Regions from separate parts of the Ovis aries genome. Here region 1 is linked to region 2. Evidence: chromatin contacts called from public Hi-C data. All regions are on one chromosome and are shown on one strand. The core of a region is the stretch at or near the end of the contact, and the rest is flanking DNA. Distances in the headings are between cores, read along the strand shown. Region 1 overlaps ATG5 (autophagy related 5). Region 2 overlaps CRYBG1 (crystallin beta-gamma domain containing 1).

Region 1 (7,195 bases), core at 2,808-5,307, 110 kb after region 2:
TGTGCAAATTAATATTTGAAGAATCTGAGTCGACTGCAAATATGAATATATCTATGTTTCTACTGGTAAAAAGTTACAAGTATTGCTAATACTACCGGTTTGTGACCTATATTTATAATGGAGAAAAATGTTAAACTTCAAACTGGAGGTTAGTGAAAATAAAGACATACTCATTTTCTTTTCCCAATTCTTCAAGGCCCTTAATTTGAACCATGGACTGTTTGATAGAGCCCCTTGCTTAAAGCCCTTTCTTACCTTGTCCATGAGTTGTAGCTATCCTCCAAGATTTATTTTATACGTTACTATGTGTTCACAAAGCTAGGTTCCCATAACAGTTGTACATAGTTCTATTACAGCCTGTGAGGAACTGTTGTTATCATGTGTTTACTTATCAGTTCTCTACCAAACTGGAATGTGAGTCCCTTGAGGGAAGAAATTACTTCTGATACATCTTAGCATCAAGAGTACCTGGTACCGCCATGCACATAAAGCCTATTAAGTGAGTGAGCACACTGTTCTGTGAGAACACTAATCTCTTTATAGACTGCTGGGAAAGTATAGAGGTGGGGGAGAAGATGATGCTTTATTTGTATGTGTCTTTCAGGGATACAGAAATTTCATATTATGGTTGTTATGGTTCAGTGAAAAGAATGTTAGAAAACCTGCCTAGAACAAGGCAGTGAATAAAATCAGCGTGCATAAATGGTGGGTGGAAATGTGTGTGTGGCAATCAGAACATGAAAGCTTCTTGTTTAATTTTGCCCTTTGCTCTAATGGCAACATAGCCGAGATGAACTGTTTTTCTAGGGAGAAACTGGAATCATGGAACAAGAAGCAGTCCTGGAGACCTGTGAGAGGTGAAGAACTGGGCTGCCTGGAGCTTGCTTCTTCACTTCGGTTTCTCAGTCATTAGAAACGAAGGTGAGTTTACTGTGAGGCTAAATTTTCAGGTCTCTTCATTTACACGGGCCCTTTCTAGGGTCACTTGCAATTTTGTTATTTGTAATTTCTTTGTGAATATGTATATTTTCCAAAGAGGACTTCCCAAATTGTATAAGCACTAAGATTCTAGTTACAGGATTAGAAAAACATTACAGAATTGTGCCCAGCACATAGTATGCTCTGTAAACATTAACCAGCTAACTAACCAATGTATATGATGAATTGTCTAACCTCCTGTCATAGGGCCTCTTACATTTACAGAATAAAATACACTCAGAGCACTCAGGCATGAACATGTTTCATCCCTGCTTTCGATCATTCTTTATTCTTTTCCTGAAATACCTGTACCTTCCCTTTCTCTCTCATTCCCCTAAATCATGACAATCCTGTAAAGCCCAAGGCAATAAGTGGCTCATAGAACACAAGGATGGCTACAGAGCATTTCAGTGGTAGTGTTTAGAAAAACATGGCATGTATGGTAGTGACACCACTTAAGAAGAAAGATAAAGGAGAAAGGTATGGACTGACCATGCCATCAGATCTGGGAGGTGAATGTGAAAGGGTAATGGTTATAAAATGGGCTTTAAAAAAATTCAGCAGTTATTCCACAACTTTATTTCTAGGCAAACTGAATACTTAAAGCGAAAAAAAAAAATCAATGTTTTAAACTATCACACTTGTCCCTAAAATTGAGAGAGCCTTTAGGAATACAGCATCTCTGGGATGACAATTCCAATATTTAATGTATGTGGACAAATTATCCCACAGAAAGGCCCCAACACAAGAGTTGTTGATGTGGACCATCAACAATTTTTTTTTAAGTCTTTACTGAATTTGTTACAGTATTGCTTGTTTTATGTTTTGCTTTTCTGGCTGAGAGTCATGTGGGATCTCAGCTCTCTGACCAGGGAACCTGCACACTCTGCACTGGAAGGTGGAGTCTTAACCACTGGACTGTTCGAGAAGTCTCAAGAGTTGTCGATAAATGTGCATCTTAAAAAAAAAATAGTACCTTTTAAAGTAAAAAAGAGAACTCCTCTAAATATTTAACTCAGTGTAATTAAATATGACTTTCATTTGAAAGTTTATTTAAAAAACACTGCAACCTGCAAAGACATGAAAAAATTTAAATAGATGTTGCTAACTGAAAGAAGCCAATCTAAAAGGCCTCTTACTTTATTATGCCAACCATACAACATTTTCAAAAACTTAAAACTGTGGAGACATAAAGTGATCTGTGGCTCCACGGGTTTGGAGGAGGGAGGGATGAACAGACAGAGTGAAGAGGATTTTCAGGACAGTGAAACAACTCTGCATGAAAATATAATGGCAAATACCTGTCATTATACATTTGAACAAACTCATGTTCAGCCCCTCTGACTATATCAAGAGTAAGCCGTAATGTAAACCTGGACTTTGGGTGAAAAAGATGTGTAAAGCTGGGTTCATCAATGGTAACAAATGCACTGTTGCAGGATATCATAGTGGAAGAAGTTGTGTATGTGTGGAGACAGGGTATATGGGAACTTCCTGGACTTTCTGTTCAATTTGGGGTAAACTTAAAACTGTTCTAAAACATATGAATTAAAAGTATATGTTTTCCCTGATTTTAAGTTTAGCATTTAATAACCTAAGGATATGAATTAAATTTTTGAAAAAGAATCCATCATTTTAATACTCATAACATAGAGTCTATGTATAATATAGTAATCATTAATAAACTATGAAACAAAATGCTTTAAAAAGTGCCACTGCAGTTATGACTTCTAATTCTAAACTTTTAAGACATTTCCCCCCGCCTTAACTAGTCTTTTCACCTTGTCTTGCATTCTTGCTGAATCTCGGTGTAATATTCTGTTTCCCAGACTACATAGTAAGCAGTTCTAAGATAGAAGAAGAATTGTGACTGCAATTCCTGTGTTTTCCTTATAGTCGGGGGGAGAGAGCATTTCCAGCAGAAGGAACAGGGTCAGGAAAGACACAGAATGTGGGACAGAGGTCAGAGAGAGACCAGGGAACCAGACAAGTGATGGGTGACGAATCTGAAAACTGGATAAGGTTAGTCCAGGAGATTTAGATTTTATTCTGTAGGCAGTGAGCACTTGGTTTTCATAAAAAAAAACAGGGCAGTGACACATTAGAACTGTGCTAAAGAAGATTATTCTGGCAGCAGATTGTAAAAAGGGTTGGTGCAGGGGAGGGGAGGCACAGCGTCTGACGGACATAAAGGCACCAGCTCCTGTTTATTGCGAGCTCACTATGTACTAAGCACTGTGATGAATGTTTTATGTGCATTATCCTACCTGATCTTCATAACAAGTCTGTGAAGCAGGTGCTACCATTATTCTCATTCAACCATGAGGAAAATGGAAAAGTGGAGACATGGAGAAGTTACATAAGAGTCAAATTCTTGCGCGTGTGACCTGTTGTACCACGCAGGGCCTGCTGTCACTATTCTGAAATCCCTTTTCTTAATGAAGGGCCCTCATTTTCATTTTGCACTAGCTCTGTGGAATTTTGTAGCCTTTATTAAATAATTTTGTCTAGGGCTATGGGGTCGCACAGAGTCGGACATGACCGAAGCAACTTAGCAGCAGCAGCAGCATACAGGTAGCAGATGTCAGACATGGGATTTAAAAGTGCAAGTCCTCAGCTATAGAGGTTCCCAGGTAGCACAGTGGTAAAGAACCCATCTGCCAATACAGGAGATGCAAGAGATGCAGTTTTGATCCCTTGGAGTACGAAATGAAAACCCACTCCAGTATTCTTGCCTGGAAAATTCCATGGACAGAGGAGCCTAGAGGGCTACAGTTCTGTGGGGTCAAAAAGAATCGGACACGACTGGGCATGCCTGCACGTCCTCAGCTGTGCTATACTGCCCTAGCTTATGATCCAAGAACAAAGGGAATGGATTTGAAGGAATTTTGTCAATACTGACAAAGTTTAGAAAGTGTTTTTTTTAATTAAAATAATTTTGTTGTGACAACTTTTTAAGGATTTCACAAAACCTCTTGCAATAACCAGAAGTTCCCTATTGGGAAACAGGCTATTACATCACTGAGGGTGCTGTTGACTGGCCTTGCAGGTAGGAGAGCTCTGAGCTTTGTATCAGGTTGATTGTGACACCTGGTGACAGCAACGTGTTATTGCAAGGATTTCTTTTTCTGTTTCAGGAATCAGGCTGTTTAGCCTGATTGTGTTTTTTTAAGACTTCCCCTTAAATTTTACACTTCCCAGACTATTTTTCTGTTTTTGAAAAGACAAATTGAAAAACTGCCTGACTGACTTGCCCCAGTTTTTAAAAAGAGCTGTTCATAGAGAAATATTCCTATAGGAACCATCACATAATCTAATTCAAAGATTTTTTAAGAATAATGTTAATTGAGGAGACCAAAAATTAAAACACAAATGCATACTAGTTATGAATGTATATATGTTTCCAAATAATATTTGGCATGTTGTTTTTATTCACTCCTACAGAATCTGTGTAGGCGAGTAGATAGTACTAACTAGAATCATAGTCTTATAATAGTTTCAACAGAAACCCACATTTTATCTGAAGCAATGGAATTACATCTGGTACTAAATAGTTGACATGGTAATCATAGGAAAACTGATCCAACTTGCGATTTTAAAGTATAATAATATATTCATGTATTGAAATTTGAGGGGTTCCTTTGCTGTTGCTTAAGAGTTATTTTCACTTTACCAAGCACCTAATTATGTGAACTCAAGAAATGTTTAAATGACTGAATGAAAATTTGTCACAGTGAAGGAAAAGCTATCACTAAAGTTAAAGGAGTCTCTCTGCCCAGTTCCTGGATTCATTTTAGAATGCCAGCTGAATGGACACAAATGGACTGCCTATGATTGTTGAGCTCTGAAAGTCTCACAGTAATATTTGAATCCTCCAAATGTTCTCTCATCTCATAGGAGCAAATATTATATAGTGATACTTTCCCAACTTCCAAGCATGTGTCCTTAGAATTTTCTAAAGGTAAAAACTTAGATGCTCAAGCTGAAGCTGAAGCTCCAACACATTGGCCACCTGATGTATAGAGCCAACTCATTGAAAAAGACCCTGAAGCAGGGAGAAGCGGGAAGCAGAGGATGAGATGGTTAGATAGCAGCACTAACTCCATGGACATGAATTTGAGCAAACTCTGGGAAACAGTGAAAGACAGGGAAGCCTGGTGTGTTGCAGTCCATGGGGTCACAAAGAGTTGGACACAGCTTAGCAAGTGAACAACAACAAAAACTTAGAACCATAAATATGATCACAATGTGTGTTAAATTATTCAGTCTAATGCATTCTGGCCTGGTTGTTTTGGTCTTTTGTTCAACATAAATATTTATGTTCAACTGAGGTAGAGTGATAGCATGGGGACAGTGGACACTGGCGAGGTCACTCCCAGTCTGAAAGGAGGCAACTATATCTCGCCTCTAGCACTCGGGTGCCATGTGAGAATGCGGGCCCAGGGTTTCCAGATTCCAGAAGAAGCCAGAAATCCAAATTTTTTTAAAGCATTACCTTTTTTTTTTCTTTTTTAGAATTTAAGAAACATTTTAGGGGCTTCCATGGTGGTCTGGTGGCTAAGACACTACACCCCCAGTGAACATGCCAAAATTAAGACCATATAAATAAATAACTTTTTTTTAAATAAAGAAACATTTTCAGGGACAGAGTGGATATCTGCCACTCTTCCTTACTGACCAAGATTAATTTGATCATGTATAACTGTTAGGTTTTTTTTCCATAAATAAACATAGCTACTAAAGAAGTTGAGGCTGGCGAGGATTAATCATTTCCCATAATCTGGATATGGGATTATAATGAAAGTCAATTTTAGATCAGATTCCAGTGCACCCACAGACACTCATTAATACAACCGGCTGTATAAGCTATGTAAGATCCCAACTCTCTGCCCTTTACGGTGCTCTCAGCACTTTGTTCTGAAAAATCTAATCTTGAGGCAGCTTTAACATCCTTCCTGTGGCTGAATTCTGTAATCTCTATAGAAGACAAAATCAAGCTGCAGGGATCAAGCTGCAGGCTTCATGGATTCCCACACTTTGTTCCTTCAAGGGTGGCAAGAATCTCTAAAATGTTTTAGTCAATCCACATATCTTAAATATTGCTAATTGCATAAATGAGATCTCATTTCTAACATTTATCTTACTTTTGAGGAGCCAAAAATAAAAACCTGTTTCTGACAGCACTATGCTAATTAGCAGGCCATGTGGTATGGATCAGGACTGTGGAGGGATGACAGATGTTCTTGGCAACAGCTGCTTCTGGAGTGTGGTCTTTCTGATGTGTTGGTACCTTGACACTTCTGGAGTATGGCATTCTCAGTTTGGGCAACAATGCTGCTTCTGCTTCTAAGTAACTTCAGTCATGTCCGACTCTGTGTGACCCCATAGACAGCAGCCCACCAGGCTCCCCCGTCCGTGGGATTCTCCAGGCAAGAACACTGGAGTGGGTTGCCATTTCAATGAAGCTTAAACTAGCATATGCATAGCATCACAGTGTGTATCCCAAAGCAGGTTAGAGTACATCATGATGTCAAATCAGTGGTCCAGAGCCCACCTGTAGGACTCATTTGCATTTGTTCATAGATGCAGATTCATATTCATCCCTGCTTTCTAGGAGTTTCCATTGTAGCACCAGCTGAGGGGTATTGCTTGAGTAAAGATTAAAGGTTGGGAGAACAGACATATGATTGTGTTCTGGGAATACACTGCAGAGCTGGAGACCGTACGGAAGAAGCAAAAGCGCCTTCTGCAAGCAGACTACACAACTGGCACCAAGACAGGAGGGAGCAGTGATGGAGACCCTGATTCACAGGCCACTGTGGGACTCCCACTCCACTAACAACAGAGTATCTCAATCACTTTCAGCTTTCCTTGTTGATCATTTGGAAATTGACAAAGTAATAAAGGAAATCACTTTCTACCTAAACTCTAGGCCATGAGAAAGAATTTAGTTCCTAAGGGGAAAGTGATGGGAATCATAGAAGAAAGCTCATGTTCTGCTTATTTTATTTCCATATTTACTGAATGACAGGCATTGTGCTGACATTAGGGATTTGAAAAAAATGATTGAGGAAATGTTGAAGCGCACCTAACCTAGATTAAGTGGATCAGAGAAAACTTTCTATCACCTGAACTGTCTTGTGAAATGCGTGCTATATTTGAAGTGGGGAAAAGGGATACAACAATGGGTCTGGTGGGGACAGGATTTTAGGCAGCA
Region 2 (7,113 bases), core at 70-2,569:
GGAAAACAAACAAAAAACTAATATATTTCTCTTGGAAAACCAAGGATTTTGGATTTACAGAATGGGTTTTCCCTTCAAAAGCAATGTTGTATTCAAGTTTGTATTTTTCTCATGTAAATGAGACATGAAATATAGCAATGTATAAACAGATTTCAGTCATACCAACCTAGCCATTACCCATGTGATCTTGGCTCGTTCCTTAACTTCTTGCAGCCTGTTTCCTCATTTGCAAAACAGGGATTATAATCAGATTGTCATGAGAATTAACTTAGGTAACACAAAACACTTAGTCTAGTACTGCTCCATAACAGGTGCTCAATAAGTATCAGCTATTTTGATAAGGGTAGAGAACCTAACTCCCAGTTTAGAGACTGATTTCAAATTCTCTGCAGACGAGTTTCATGGTCACAAATCCTCAGTTGGATGGATAAATTATAAACTCTCTATGCTCATCCACGTTTTGAAAATCCAAAACACCCTGATAGTTTAAGACATATAAAAAATACTACATCATTAATCCAAGTATTTTGTGTCAGCAAATGGTAATAGCTTTTAATGCAGAAGCGCTGCCATCTAGTGTTACACAAGTTTCAATTTTATCATCTTTTTTAGTCGTGTTTTTGTAAAAACTTTCTGGGGGTGTCCCTGGTGACTCAGTGGTAAAGAATCTGCCTGACAATGCTGCAGACCCAGGAGGCACAGGTTCAATCTCTGGTCGGGAAGAACCCCTGGAGAAGAAAATGGCAACCCACTCTAGTATTCTTGCCTGGGAAATCCCATGGGCAGAGGAGCCTAGTGGGCCACAGTTCATGAGGTCGCAAAGAGTTGAATGTAACATAGCAACGAAACAACAACAACAACAAAACTCCCTGGTCTGGCTCGTCTCTATTGTTTCTAACTTTCCGGGCCCCTTGATTTTTTTATTTTTAAAGCAAGATAGATATTTATTGTAATGCACTGCCAAGCAAACTAGCAGATGCCACAAACAAATAATAAAACATTTTTCTATAGCTCATTATTTCCATAAAACAAACCATTTTTCAGTTATCATTTCTGAAACAGAATATAAACCCAACTATAAATAACCAAGGGAAAAAAAAAAAAAACCAGTGGCCATAAAACCGCAGTGCAGTGTATATCACTAAACCAGATGTTTTAAATGGCAGCTAGAAAGCTGGGAGCTATCTCCCAATGTGCCGTGTAGGAGAGTTCCCCTCATATTTGTCCAAGTTCCCCTCCTATCTGACCACTGGGAATGCAGATCACTTTCTCTCCAACAGAGCCTGGGGACTTTTGCCCTTATAATTCCATGTTGTGAAATCTAGGCTTTGGGTGCTGCAGAGTTAGTGAAATTTAACCAAGCTGTCTCAGGACCAATAAATAATATGTCAATTTTTGTCATTTGTGATCACTTCCCAAGACTAATAAACTGTGAAGCACCCCCCTCCCTCACTCCTGCCCCTGGAACCAGGATGAGCTCAGTCAAGTTTGGCTTTATTAGTATTTGTTCCAGAGGAAAGAAGAGTCTCAATCTGAGCAAGAACAGAGGACCAGGGACCCAAACCACCCAGGAATCACTGCCCTAAGCCCTGAGGAACTGAGGACCTTGGTCTGGGTCTCAAGGAAGGGCTTAGGTTTATCACAAATCTTGTGTTTCATTAATGACTGCACATGATCTCTCTTAGAGTCACTGAGGGCTTCCCTGGTAGCTCAGCTGGTATAGAACCTGCCTGCAATGTGGGAGACCTGGGTTCAATCCCTGGGTTGGGAAGATCTCCTGGAGAAGGGAACGGCTACCTATTCCAGTATTCTGGCCTGGAGAATTCCATGGACTATATAGTGTCGCAAAGAGTCGGACATGACTGAGCAACTTTCACTTTCACTCAGAGGTGCTAAAAATCCTGGCCTTTTCCCCCACATCTCTTTATAATATTCAAATTGAACAAGGTTGGTTTTTAGTTGTAAAAATAGAAAAAAGTTTCTTGGTTGCTGGCATTTTTCTTCTAAGGCTGTCAAATTCCTATAATCTAATGGCAGAGAAAATGTAGGTCTTCTTTTGATGGCACGTATAATCCCCAAAGAAAGACTCATGCCTTTGCTAAGGTCATAAATAACAAATACCTAATGCAAGAGAATTTTAAATTGCTATCTTTTGCAACACAAAACAAAACTAATGGTGATTATATAACCATGGAGCAGGCAAGGAGCAGGAAACTTGGCAGAATATGGCTCTGTGTACAAGGGCAGAAAACCAAGCCCCAAGCCACCAGGGACAGCTCTTGGGAGTCAACCCTGAGTTCTGCTCCCATCATTCAACCTCCAGTCACTGGTGAGGGGCGCTTTGTCGTCACACCTGAGCTTGCTTTGAGAGACACAAAAGATGCAGCCACATGGGCCGCTTTGTCAGGCAAACTGCAGAAAAACTGAGAAGGGTGTAAGCTACCATCTTATTTAATACTCTCCCTATAGTGACTGAAAGTTTCTCTCTTTCTTATATGTTAAAGAAAAAAAAAAGAAAAAAAAACCTTTTCCTCACCAGTTGTCTTTCAGACAATGTGGACTGTATACCTGATCATGAATAAATGTAATTACATAGAATTATATAGAACTTTATGAATATGCAATCTGTAAAGTAATTATCTCTCTGGCTTATGACACTACTATTCCTTTAGTTTTTTTTTAATCCTCCTTTATTTACGTTGTTAACTGAAGATAAACTACTATAAGCCTTGGAGGAAGAAGTGATGGGGCAGCAGTTATAAATACATGGAACATACTTTCACCTCACCAGTATGAGGTCCATCTATCCCTGTCTATTCTAACTACCACCATCTACTTCCTAACTTCATTACCTCTTCAATTTAGAGAGTTTTCCAGCTATTTGCTATCGGGTCTCTCCTGCATCCTCCAACCCATTCCAACGTTACAAATAGATTGATCTTCCTGGTGTACATTTGTGTTTGAAAACCATTAGATGGTTCAACACTGTACAGAAGAGTTTTAACTCCACAGTTTAGTATTCAAGCCCTTCCATCTTTTGGACCCAGTTCACCTTTTCAAACATAGCTTCCCTACACACCTCATGTTATAGGCAATTTTACTACATTTTAGCTTTACCATAATCATGACGACTCTCTCGCCTCAGACAGTAAGTCCTTTTGGGGTCCATGTGGCTAACTCCCTCTGTTTCTGTCACATCAACAACATCTGTCACATTACAGACATTTAGCAAGGGCTTCCTGGGTGAAAGAATACAAAGCCCCATTTTGCAAAGAGGGGTTGACTCATAACTACAACAGCTGCTTGCAGAGACTATTGCTATTTATGACTGTTTCAAATAATGTCAATGTAAAGCTTTGGTTCAAAAGCTCCTCTTCCTTCCTAGGCTGGTCTAGCATGTCTACTATTATTTTCCACAAGTCTGTGGTGATGTCACACACCTTTATAGCATCAGGTCAACTTTATAGCATCTTTACTATGCATCATCTGCTTCCTTTGCTCACCTTTGCCCCACTTAGCTCACTAGTCCAAAAGGACTGTGGTGCCAGCCACAATTCGTAAGAGTTTATGAAACTCTGGAGTCCCTAAAGAACCTGGCTCTGAACTTCTCTGCCTTAGTTAGTTCTTTCAGGCACTCAGAGAATTATCTTTGTCAACCTAGAGCTTTTATAATAATTGCGTTGCTGTAAACATTATTACTTTGTAGTATTTTTAGAAGCAGTAAAGTTTCCAGAGAAGTTGTGTAATTTGTTCCTTGCACCAAAAATGTTTAGCATCTGCTGTACTTCCTGAACTCACAAATACTAATTTTTCTTACAAATCAGATATTCTCAAAATTCTCACACCTGTAATTCAGAGATGTAAAGGCTCTAATCAATATGTTCTTGCTATATGATGATCCATAAGCCTCATAAAACTAGAAGTGAGAATCTAGTCTTTATTTATTTTTTTTTTTAATTTTAAAATCTTTAATTCTTACATGCGTTCCCAAACATGAACCCCCTCCCACCTCCCTCCCCATAACATCTCTCTGGGTCATCCCCATGCACCAGCCCCAAGCATGCTGCATCCTGCGTCAGACATAGACTGGCGATTCAATTCTTACATGATAGTATACATGTTAGAATGCCATTCTCCCAAATCATCCCACCCTCTCCCTCTCCCTCTGAGTCCAAAAGTCCGTTATACAAATGTTACTTGTAAGACAGTAAAACATTCCAACACACAATCCGGTGCCTGTAGTAAACCACCTTTGGTGATAATGTGAAACAAAAAAAAAATATTTTAAAATATGAGGATGAGTCTCTATATATCTTTTTTACTTTTTCAAGATAATTCTTATGGAGGTTAGCTTCTACATTTAATTTTCATAACTGTCAATTTCATCATGTTCGACTTACTGGACTTCCAAATGCCTGGCAGTTGTTTGATGATGAATGTAACACGGATAATAATTTTTTCATAATTGTCTGAATTACATCTTTGGCTTCCTCCATGTTCATCACCTGCATCAGGTGGGCAAATGCCACAAGGGCCTCCTAGACCCAGCCTTTGGCAGTGACTAGAAATGTCATCATTTACTTAATGAATGAGTTCAATTACTGTCCTCAACTTGTGATAATGTTACAAAAGAAAACTCTAATTAGAAATCATCCCTAACAACAAGTAATAATGCAAAACACATAACCAACACATCAGGAATACCGATGTGCTAACTGAAGAGGATGGGAGGCTGGATCTCAGAATAGACTAATACTGGTCATCTCAGCTCTCATGAATGAACATCTCTCACGTAGAGGAGGCAAGAACAGATGGTCACTGGGTCCCTGCTCTGCATTTAGCTTAATAACTTGTTCTTCAGAGGTCCCAGCAACAATCTCCATATTTCCCCCCTGAGGAGTTCTCCAATATGACCCTAAGCCCCTCTCCTTTCCCCAGACTCAGCCTTCCAGTCATGGTCAGGGAAATCCACATTTCCCTTAGGTACACCTTGCTTCACTGTTTGTATGTTTTTGCTTGGGCTGCCTACTAATCCTTTTCCCTTCCCTCTTTGTAATCTCTGGTGATCAATTTCTATTAAACCTAATTACGGAAGTCATTTACTCCAGAATGTCGCCGATTGTAATGAAACTTGTGTTTCCTCATCTCTTAGCTATTCAGTTTATACTAAAGTAAATCCTAATTTACCAAAGGGTTGTGTTACAAAGTTTTTTTTAACAATAAAAATGATTTATTCTGTAATACTACATTGTAAGTGGTGCTTTGATTACCAAATAAACCCTAAAAGTCAATTTCATGTAGCTGAGATAGTGTGTTTGTTGTTCAGTCATGTCCAATTCTTTGTGACCCCATGGACTGTAGCCAGTCAGGCTTCTCCATCCGTGGAATTCCCCAAACAAGAATACTGGTGTGGGTTGCCTTTCCCTTCTCCAGGAGATCTGCACTGCAGAAAGATTCATCACCATCTGAGCCACCAGGGAAGCAAGTATGCCATAGCAAAAAAGAAAGGAAAAAAGAATGCCATTATGAATCACAATTGTTTCAGTATTGGTTGAGAAAAAAAAAGGAACAAGAAAGCAATAAGACAATCTGAGGAATAGTCTTTCTTTTCTTTGAGTACAGATTATTCTCTTTTTGGGATAAGGATCACTGAGAAAAAGCAGATTCAACTGAAAAGAGATAATGGTTGGATTTTTTCAGAGATTATAAAGTGACTTTACAGGGCTTTTGTTATCACCAGATCTAGATTATTATTATTTTACATCAAAACTCATGGTTTTTCTTCTTTCCCTTTCCTTCACACAAATCTATCACTAGCTTTATTCCTGGGTTTTATAACCACCAACTGCATGATCATGATTTGTAGTGGAAAAAAGGAGACACAAAGAATGGAAAGAAAAAAAGAAAGAGGAGTGGAGAACAGGGAGAGACCTTCCTTGGCCAAAGCTAGCAAGAAAGAGGAATATGGTGAGGCGATGCTTAGGAGGAAAGAAAATCCTCATGTGTGGAAATAAAAGGGCTGAGAAGAGACAGCAGAGGGCAGAAGAAAAGAGGGACACAGTCTGTGCACAGATCTCTGAGGGAAGACACATGGGCCCCACATCCCCTGGGATTAAGCGCTGAGGTACAATGCTCCAGACAGGCTTCTGTGCACAACAGCTTTAACACACAAAGGACTAAAGGACATAGAAAATCCAGGTGAGTGACAGTAACTGGTTTTGAACTTTCAGGTTGGACATTATGAAGTATCAAGTCTTCCTGGTGGCTCAGATGGTAAAGAATGCAGGAGACCCAGGTTTCATCCCTGGATTAGGAAGATTCCCTGGAGAAGTGAATGGCTACCCACGCTAGTATTCTTGCCTGGGAAATCCCATGGAATATCAGCCTGCCAGGCCCCTGGGGTGGCAAAGAGTTGGACACAACTGAGGGACTAACACTGCGAAGTAGCATTTGTGTGAGTCAAAACAAGTCAGATATGCCAACTTCATATGGTTCAACCTAGTATTATTTGTTAAGTGTTCAATTAGGTTTTCTGGGAACACATGTCATTTCTCAATTCCATTATAAGCTTTTGGAGAGTTAAAAAGTACTTTCTTCTACCCTATAACCTGAACTCAATGGGTATAAAATAAATGCCTTTTTTTAAAAGTCAGGGATAATATAAAACAAGTTTTTTCTTGTGGCACTGACTAAGAACCCAGGTTTCCAGCACTGAGAGAAAGTTGAGTCATTAAACCACAAAGCATTCTGTCCCAAGAAAATATTTATTTTGTCTAATAGGGTTTTAAATTAGGGAGTGTTATCTCATCAAGTATAATGAGGACTTGTGAGTCAACAAGCTCTGTGTATACAGGAGAGCTTTACTTCTGCACTCAGGATGAAGGGAGAAACTCTCACTGTTTGGCTGTGAAATCAGGGACAGAAAAACAGAAAAGAAGAACTACCTTCATTTTCTTCACTTAAAAACATTTTCCTACTGCTTCTAAGCAGTAATAAAAAATGTTTTAAAAAATATTGCCAATCCTTCAAAAAGGAAATAAACTTGTTTTTCATAAATCAGGTAATAGTGGGTCTTAAAATGCTTCCAAAAAATGACTAAGTTATAAAAACAAA

The links. Hi-C and Micro-C count contacts between places; a contact is called where the count stands out from the background.
Region 1: a Hi-C map of liver shows a contact between it and region 2, with 4 times the contacts expected there. The contact joins two enhancer-like sites. A contact is called at or near these places in 3 of 16 Hi-C or Micro-C datasets (blood, liver and tail adipose tissue).

What each region holds. Positions count from the first base shown.
Region 1 is chr8:30,922,349-30,929,543 of ARS-UI_Ramb_v3.0, forward strand. ATG5 (autophagy related 5) reads left to right here. Exons shown (of 10, transcript XM_042253358.2): 3 at 808-921. Among named protein-coding and RNA genes, the nearest start is that of TRNAS-GGA, 6.0 kb to the right of the region's middle. Within about 2 kb of position 4,058, at least 5 of the 54 cell types and tissues checked have an H3K27ac peak or open chromatin away from gene starts, as enhancers often do. A contact at or near this core is called in liver, where this site is marked.
Region 2 is chr8:30,810,927-30,818,039 of ARS-UI_Ramb_v3.0, forward strand. The region is part of intron 1 of CRYBG1 (crystallin beta-gamma domain containing 1); the gene reads right to left. Among named protein-coding and RNA genes, the nearest start is that of TRNAL-CAA, 16 kb to the left of the region's middle. Within about 2 kb of position 1,320, at least 4 of the 54 cell types and tissues checked have an H3K27ac peak or open chromatin away from gene starts, as enhancers often do. A contact at or near this core is called in liver, where this site is marked.